Linked DNA regions of Mus musculus: all the other regions are linked to region 2. The links are chromatin contacts, called in public Hi-C and promoter capture Hi-C maps. All regions are on one chromosome and are shown on one strand. Each heading gives the region's core, a stretch centred on a gene start, on an enhancer-like site or on the middle of the called end of the contact. The rest is flanking DNA. Distances are from core to core; before and after follow the strand shown. Region 1 overlaps Gm32585 (a long non-coding RNA gene). Region 2 overlaps Ncor2 (nuclear receptor co-repressor 2). Region 3 has its middle 36 kb from the start of Gm32585.

What was found. Hi-C and Micro-C count contacts between places; a contact is called where the count stands out from the background. Capture Hi-C pulls out chosen DNA fragments and counts their contacts.
Region 1: a Hi-C map of bone marrow-derived macrophages shows a contact between it and region 2, with 40 read pairs. The contact joins two enhancer-like sites. A contact is called at or near these places in 4 of 484 Hi-C or Micro-C datasets (bone marrow-derived macrophages, cerebral cortex, muscle stem cells and 1 more), 18 of 115 datasets of contacts at active chromatin or transcription factors (SST interneurons, bone marrow-derived macrophages, craniofacial prominence and 12 more) and 4 of 9 other capture datasets (adipose tissue, embryonic stem cells, liver and 1 more).
Region 3: a contact with region 2 is called in a promoter capture Hi-C map of pancreatic islet. The contact joins two enhancer-like sites. A contact is called at or near these places in 1 of 484 Hi-C or Micro-C datasets (liver), 9 of 115 datasets of contacts at active chromatin or transcription factors (the SCID.adh cell line, SST interneurons, embryonic basal ganglia and 5 more) and 3 of 9 other capture datasets (adipose tissue, liver and pancreatic islet).

What each region holds. Positions count from the first base shown.
Region 1 is chr5:125,244,062-125,246,761 of GRCm38.p6, reverse strand. The region is part of intron 2 of Gm32585 (a long non-coding RNA gene); the gene reads left to right. Among named protein-coding and RNA genes, the nearest start is that of Gm32585, 7.0 kb to the left of the region's middle. Within about 2 kb of position 1,396, at least 227 of the 459 cell types and tissues checked have an H3K27ac peak or open chromatin away from gene starts, as enhancers often do. A contact at or near this core is called in SST interneurons, bone marrow-derived macrophages, cerebral cortex and 7 more, where this site is marked.
Region 2 is chr5:125,057,163-125,059,862 of GRCm38.p6, reverse strand. All of the region lies in intron 17 of Ncor2 (nuclear receptor co-repressor 2), which reads left to right. Among named protein-coding and RNA genes, the nearest start is that of Rflna, 55 kb to the right of the region's middle. Within about 2 kb of position 1,427, at least 178 of the 459 cell types and tissues checked have an H3K27ac peak or open chromatin away from gene starts, as enhancers often do. A contact at or near this core is called in SST interneurons, bone marrow-derived macrophages, cerebral cortex and 8 more, where this site is marked.
Region 3 is chr5:125,214,600-125,217,299 of GRCm38.p6, reverse strand. No RefSeq gene overlaps it. Among named protein-coding and RNA genes, the nearest start is that of Gm32585, 36 kb to the left of the region's middle. RefSeq lists an enhancer at 547-2,337. Within about 2 kb of position 1,294, at least 200 of the 459 cell types and tissues checked have an H3K27ac peak or open chromatin away from gene starts, as enhancers often do. A contact at or near this core is called in SST interneurons, liver and pancreatic islet, where this site is marked.

The sequences.
Region 1 (2,700 bases), core at 147-2,646, 190 kb before region 2:
TTCTCTTCTCTTCTCTTTTCTCTCTCTCTTTCTTTCTTTCTTTCTTTCTTTCTTTCTTTCTTTCTTTCTTTCTTTCTTTCTTTCTTTTTTTTTGAGACAGGGTTTCTCTGTATAGCCCTGACTGTCCTGGAACTCACTCTGTAGATCAGGCTGGCCTTGAACTCAGAAATTCGCCTGCCTCTGCCTCCCGAGTGCTGGGATTAAAGGCGTGTGCCACCACACCCGGCCACCATACCCATTCTTAAAATGGTACACCACCCTGTTCTGAGCATCAGAAGGGAGTGGTTCATCTCAGCATCTTTAGTAATTGTTATCCTTACCTACTGTGGGATAAAGAAAGAAACCCAGAGAGGCCAGGTACTTTGCTCAGGGACCTGCAACAATGACATCTTCCTCATGTCCTCAAGAAAACCTTCACTTGCTGACCGTGGTGGCACACACCTTTAAGCCCAGGATTCAGGAAGCAGAGATAGGAGATAGAACTCAGAGTTCCAAGCCTGGTGTGCAGAGCAAGTTCCAAGTCAGCCAGGGCTACATGTTTCAAAATAAAACAGAAACAACCTTCATCTCTCCTTTTACTCTAAATCTGGGACACACACACACACACACACACACACACACACACACACCACATGAACACAAGCCAGTATGCGCGCGCCCTGAGTGCACCACCCTGCTTGCACACAGAATGGTAATTTGGGGCAGGAGGGGCCTAGGGGCCTCTCTTATTCCCTCTTAGGGACTGAGATCACTGTGGCTTCCTGTCCCGTGTCGTGATTCATGGCGCGTCTAAGGTGCCCGCCACAGCGTGAGCTCATCCAAATCCCGTCTATTGTCTGAGCCGCTCCAGGAGACACATCTGAGGCTGGGGATCACAGTGGCTCATTTATGACGCCAGCCTCCCCACGGCGTAAGGCAGAGGCAGAGCTGCTGAGCTCAGAGAAAGATCGGGTTGGCTCGCCTAATCCCCAGAGGAGCCAGAGCGCCCGAGGCGAGCCGAGATGAGCAAAGGTTCTGGATTCTCCAGGCAGACAGCGCATCCTGTTTCCTGCAGCGGGGGTCCCAGGAGGGAACTCAACGCTGCCGCCATGGAGTGGCAGATGGCTCACGGCATCTTGAACTTACCGCTGCTGGAGATGGGCCTCAGGCCCCCTTCTTGGCATTTCACATCTCTGCCAAGCTGAACCATCTGTCTATGCCGGACTAAGGACTCAGGGTCACCCCTGGCTGCTTCTCCCTCCACCCCCCCCCCACCCCCGCCCCCAGCCTGTTCTGCAACCATTTCATTAGCGAGGATCACAGTTCCTGGTTCCAGCCACCTTTGTTGCCTGGACCCTGTGCACTAATCCAGTCCTCTGGGTTTCCAGTGGCCACGCCTTCCCCTACCAGCTTCATCTCTTAAGCAGCAGCAGTCTGTTAAATCTGTTACAGCCCAAAGCATCTACTCTCCTCCTGTGACTCCCACCTTCCTTAGAGCGAAGATCCCGGTTGCCCTCCCCTCATGCCAGTGGCGCCCTTCCTCTCACGCCAGTGATACACTCCCCCCCCCCCCACACACACACACGGGTGACCCCTTTTGCCCTTCACATCTGCCTTCCTGATGGCTTCCACTGGTTTTTGGAGGCAGCCCTGCCTCGGGACCTCTGCCTAGGCTGCTCCACACCCTGAGCTGCTCCTGGCTGGTGCTCACTTCTTTGCAAGTGCAGGCAAAATCAGATCTGCTGCTGCTGGCAGCTGGAGGTCCCTCGGCGCCCCCCCCCCCCCCAGCCTCCCACTCTGCATTTTTCCAGGCTGGCTCAGGATTGTGGCCTGTCACCAGCTCAGAACTAACACACAGCAGGGTCTCTCTGACTGTCTACCAAATGTGGGCACTTACATCCACAGTGGGCCAGGCACCGGGAGAGACTCAGATCCGAGCAGACAGCAGATACAAAGTACAATTGAGCAGTGGGGTCAGGAAGGCGGCTGGCCCCCTGGTGTGACCTTCTATGTGGCCAAGAAGGATCCAGGAAGTGGAACCTGAATGCAGTGTGCCTCCTAGCTGGCTCCAAATCGGCTCCCCAGCCAGGGCTAGGCGCTTCGAGATGCTCAGTCCGTTTCAGAACTTACCTGAGCCTCAGATCACACAGGACTGTCATATTTTGCTCTGAGGATAGTGATGAGGCCAGGCTGGGAGTAGAGCCTGTTCTCATGTCTTTCCCTGGGAGGAAGAGAAGACCCACTTGTCTTCTATTCCCCTGTGAGGCCTCTGTGCCCAGGGCCGGTAGCTGATATGACTGAGTTGAGGCTCATCCTGAGACCCCTGGCCTTCCTGCTTCCTAGCCTTCTGTCTCTATGAGCAAGTCTCTGACCACAGGACCTTTGCACCTGATGGACTTAATCTGTAGTCTTCTTCCTTTCTCCTCTCCCCCCACCACCCGCACACATACCCCCCCCACCCCTGCTGCCACACATATTGGGTCCCTTAGGAGCCTCCCTCTCCCTCGGCTTGGCTGGCTCCCTGCTGCAGGTCCCCAATGCTCTGAAAAAAGAAAATCTATTTAAGACACGAAGAAACGGGGGAGAGAAGGGAGTTGTGCCACAAGCTGTGACACACAGAGACTCAGCTAAGAAGCAGCCAGCCCCCCAGATGGCAAGAGGCCCCGTGGGAGGCAGCTGCAGCTGTCACATGCAGATGGGAGGCGGGACACTGGGTGCCAG
Region 2 (2,700 bases), core at 178-2,677:
CCCCAGACAGTGGGAGAGCCTGTTCTCCCATGTGTTAAATCAGAGGCTTACACACTTGCTGAGCTCAGACCCCTGTGGAGGGGATTGGGGACTGGAACAGTCACAGCCCCTGAGCCACTGGAGTGCTTCATGGGTCCCAGGTAGAGCATGAGAAAGGGTCACCTTTGGCCACCATTTCGCCCCTCCCCTCTGTGGCGACTGGGCTCTTTCAGCTCTCTGCCAGCTTCAGGCCCCCTGCCTTGACTTCCTGTCTTGGCCAATTTCACTTCCTAAGTAGCTGCCTCTGAAATTCCTTCCTTAGAAATTAGTGGGGTGGGAGAACCCAAGACCGCAAGGCAGGCTGGCAAAACTGTTGCACCGAGCACACAGGCCCAACACTCCCAGGACAGACATTCAGGGGATCTTCATGGATCCCTGCCTCTGACACTCAGGTGTCTAGAGCTCCTTTTTGAGAGAGCCATTTGCAGCTCAATCAAAACCCATGAGTGTGGAACAAAGAGCTGGTCTTTGGGGAGTAGATGCTATGGAGATGAGAGGCCACCCTACCCCCATCCCTAGAGCCAGCCGCAGGGCCCAAAATGCTCCTTGGGCAGATGTCCTGGGGCCTTCTCTGGGGTTGGGAGCAGTAGAGCTGTCTGTTCTCTGTAGCTCTCCAGCCTTAGGAGCTTTGGGGTGTCCTTCCAGGAGCACCCTGACATTTTCACAGGGGGTATGCTTGCATAGGCCCCCTTTGGAGTTCCCTGTGGAGCACGGTGGGATTCTGTGGGAATGACCTGTGTCCTCAGCAGGATTAGGAATCTCTCCACCAGCCGGCCGGGATACAGGGAAGCACCATCTTTCTGTCCCAGTCCCCTGGACTTCTAGAACAGAATGGAAGGGCAAGGGCTAGAGGGAAGAGTTGGTTCTAGAAGTCAACCTGACGGGATGCTGCTCTAGGAGGCTGCTTAGTTGTCTTGGCCTCCCGGGAGCCCTTGGGACCTTGCAGCAGGTGTTCTCGGAGAATAGAGGATGTATTAGGTAACCAGGGTCCCCAGACCCTTGGCCAGACCTCTGGGAGTCCCATACCTCCCCCCCCCCCCAAATGGCTGTGGTGTTGGAGTACTCCTAAGTACATCCCAAGTTCCCCACCCTCCACCCCCATAGAAAGCCTTGGCCACCCACAGCCCTCCGAGAGGTCCAGGCTTTGGGGGCCTGTGAGGAAAGGGGGGGTGCGACCGCAGGTGGAACCGGCTGGCTGGCGGGAGGGCTGGCTGGCGGGCGGGCGGAAGAGGCTGCTTGCTCCCTGCCTGCCGGGGGTGGGAGCTCTGTTTTTCTGGATCCCTCAGTCTGTTCTTACCGCTGCTGACGCTGCCACGGATGGGGAGAGAGGGAGGGAGCCTGTGCCAGTTGGCCCGCCCAGCCGAACCTGGGCCTGTGCCCGGCCCCCGCCCGCCCCCGCCCGCCGCGTCTGGAGGTCACATTCAGTCCTGACGCGGCTCGTTGGGTCAGGCAGCAAGAAGAGCCGCGCGGAGCCCTGGGTCCCACAGCCCAGCCGTTTAGGGACACGGCTGCCTGGCCCTGTCTTGCCCGGGGCTTTTGGATTTCTTGTGGCTTGGTGGGTCTGGGGGCTCCGGGACAGCACCCTCACCAAGTGTCCTCTCTGAGACACTGGTGCCTGGAAGATCTGCGGACGCCGCGTGCGCACTGGTGACGCCTGGCACAGAGAAACCCAGCACACAGAACTGACAACTTCCCGCTGCTGCCGTAGCCCTCGCTCCCTTCCCAAGCAGGAAGGGCACTGCTCTGTTCTTTGGGGCAGCTGGTAGCTGCAGCCGGAGGAGTCCTGGGGCCATCCCCAGTGCCTGCTTTTGCCCTCTCGGCTCCTGAGGATGTGAACAGAGGTAGAACCGGGGGATACCAGCAAGAAGCCCTAAGGAGCCTTGCGGCCACAGCCTCCTAATCACCGCTCCGCTCCCTGGAGCATCCTTCCAGCCGGATGTTTCCGGAAAACTTGGCCGAGGGGGAGACGCAGATGAGAGGATGTGAGTGGTCCCCAGCTGGCGGGGCAAGAGGGTGGGGTTGGCTGGTGACGGGGACTTCTATGGGGCTACAGGAAATTTCAGCTGCACATGTGGTGGTGGTGGGGTCTTGGAATTTTGGACCCGTGGCCTGGCGCTCCTTCTTGCCTTTCTAGGGTGCAGCCAAGATCCCCTGGAAGGAGGCTGTACTTAGTCTTAGCTCCAAGCGTGCCTGGGGCATTCTCAGCGGGGCTTCCCCGGGGTGGACAGAGCAGCTGGGCTGTCTCTACGACACGGGATATGAAGTGCTCCTGTGCACAGCACCCTAATGTAAGGTTCCTAGAACAAGAGTAGAGGAAGCTCCTGTCTCCCCAGGGCTGTGTGGCACACTCTGGGAAGGGCCTCCCCAACAGCTCTGCCCAGTGCTCTTCCCTGACCACACGTGTTCGGGAACAGCTGAGCGTCATCCCCCCCACCCTGACAGTTTCTAGCTTTTATAGGCTGAGTTAGTTGGGAGACCCAGCTGTTCTGACTCCCTATTGACCTAACTGAATTTGGAAATGTCTGTTCCCCGGGGTCGGGCCACCCTCCCCTCCCAAGTCTTCATTGCACCCCACCCCCAACAGCTCCAAATGGAGACCTGCCCTGGGGTTCCGGGCCTGCGATCCCTCGGCCTGACGTGTTTGTTGGGCCCTCTTGGACG
Region 3 (2,700 bases), core at 45-2,544, 160 kb before region 2:
GGGGGGCAGAGACTGGTAGATCAGATCCCGAAGAGCCAGCCAGCCTAGCCTAACTGGGGAGCCCCAGGTCCCGGTGAAAGACCCTATCTCTCAAAAAGCAAGGTACAAGAGCAGTTAGTGTCAAGAGAGATGGCTCAGTGGTTAGGAGCATTTATTGCTCTTCCAGAGGACGTGGGTTCAGTTACCAGCTCCCACATGGCAGCTTACAATCTTCTGTAACTCCAGTCCCTGGGGACACCTGTTGTCCTCTTTTGGCCTCTGTGGCCTCTGTATTCATGTGGCGCACATACAAGCAAGCAAAACACCCATACACAGAAAGTATTAAAATAATTTTTAAGCTGTTCCTACCCCAGGACCTTTGCCCTACCTGCTGGACCCTTCAATGTCCTCTCTTTCTCTCTCGCTCTCCCTCCCCCTACCCCTTCTTCTCCCTCTTTCCCTTCTCTAAAGTTCTACTATATAGCCCAGGCTGCCCTGGAACTCAACTATGGATAGACCAGGTTAGCCTCAAACTCAGAAAGTGCTAGGATTAAAGGTAGCCTTGGGGTAGCCACACCCTCTCCAAAGCCACTGCCTTTCCCCATCAATATCTGGGATCATCCTTAATAAAAGGTTAAGATCTGGGAGGAGATATTCCTCAAATTACCACAGAATCTTACTTTAAAAGAGAGACCCGAGTGAGGTGTCTGCCCTACCAACTCCAGTTGGGAAGAGTTCAACTCAGGACTTTGCTGCAGAAGCTGCAATCCCAGAGGGCTCCGTGGAGGAGAAGCCATGATCCTCTCAGGTTCACCCCTTTTGGGCTCCAAGTGATGCCTTTATTCCCAAACTCTCCTGAGAGCCCCAGTCCCCCTTCTCCAAGCCCAAACTGTGTCTCCAAGCTCATGGTCCCCGCCCAGTGCGGACTAGAACAATCTCTTCAAGAATGCCCACGGTCAAGGTCAGGGCCCCTCGCCTGGGGAAGGTAAGAGTCTGGGCCAAGCCATCTGTCTGAGAACAATTAACGATAACCGAGCCAGCTCATCGGGCTCAGGTCACAGGGGGATGGCGCTGTGGGGGTGAGAAGTCCCAGAAGATTCCCCGTTGAATAAGCCTTCCTGTGTGGGGGCCAAGAAAAACCTGCCGAGTGGGAGCAGGATCCCGGAGCAAGAGGAAGCTTGCCCAGAGGCTCCACCAGGCAGGCAGGCAGGCCTGGCAAAGACGGGGTGGAGGTGGGGGGCTCTGACGCAGGCAGGCGGGCGGGCGAGCCTCACAAAGCAGTCTCAGCTGCCGAAGCGTGGGACCATCTGGCGAGGGCTGGCGGCGGAGCAGCGTGTTTGCGCAGTGTTGGGCTTCCTTTCTACAAACACGCCACACACTGTGAGGGGGTGGCTGGCGGCCACCTGGGTGAGGGGAGTTGGTGGGCGAGGGCCCTTCCCAAGCTGGGGAGGAAAGAGGCCCCATGGGGTGGGGACCTCTTTGAACAGACATCTTCTCCCGCCAGGCTTTGCTGGGAGCCTCCTGCTCCGATCCGTGCCCCTGTGCTTCGGAGCCCTCTCTCCCCTCCAAGGGAGCAGTAGCTTTCTGGCCAACCTTGACTATTTATCCACATAAGGTTCAGCTCTCTGACTCGTTTTTCTTTGTGTTAATTTGAATAAGTTACATGTATTGAATAAGTACAGCTAGAGCTGTGTACTTTGTGTCTTTTAGAAAAAGAACTATCCAGAAGGTCTGGGCAGCAGCCCAGCAGGCCAGGGCCAAGGTCAGCTGGAGCTGGGCGGAAGTGGCTGCCCCTGCAGCCAGGTGATGGCTTTGTGCCCGTTTTTTCTGCTTACTGGTTCGACATTCAAGGGAGAGCTACCCACTACCCCACTGGCTCCCATCAGCCTGAGATATTCTAGGGATATGGGACTCCTGATGCAAAATTGGGACAGTCCCAGGCATGCATGGGTAGACCTGTCCGGTGACCCTATTTGAGATAGTAAGGGTAAATACGATTCATATCAGATTCTCAGCATCCCACAAGAGGGGCGACTGGTGACAGACAGGCAGGAACAGGTATGGTTGGATCAAGCTGCATGGTGAGATTATGGCTTATCCCAGGAAGACCATCTTCACCCTCAGAGTGGGGGAGGTAACACAAGGCCAGAGTGTGGCCAGGCAGGGACATCCCACATCCTGTGGGGACAGAGCTGACAGAGTAACCCATGGCCCAGGACAACAGATGCACCTCAGCCTTCCAACAGGGACAGCGGGTGATACACTTGGATGTGAAATCTCAAGCCAGGACCCTCTGATGACAGGCAAAAAGCCACACGGTAGATGCCATTCCCCATCAGAGAGTCAGGATGAGGACCGGCAAAGAGGCCAGCCTCCGGGGAAGTCCGTGTTCCTGAGAAGCTGGTAGAGGCCAGAAGAGGGCATCTGATCCCCTGGAACTGGAGTTAGAGATGGCTGTGAGCCATCATGTGGGTTGCTGAGAACCGAATCTGGATCCTCTGCAAGAGCAAGTGTTTTTAACTTGTGAGGCATCTCACTGACCCATGGGTAGCTAGCTATTTTGGAGTGTCTAAGCATAGTATGATAGCAGTCAACTAGAGAGGATAGAAAGTTCAAGGCCTGGGCTGGAGAGATGGCTCAGTGGTTAAGAGCACTGACTGCTCTTCTGAAGGTCCTGAGTTCAAATCCCAGCAACCACATGGTGTCTCACAACCATCTATA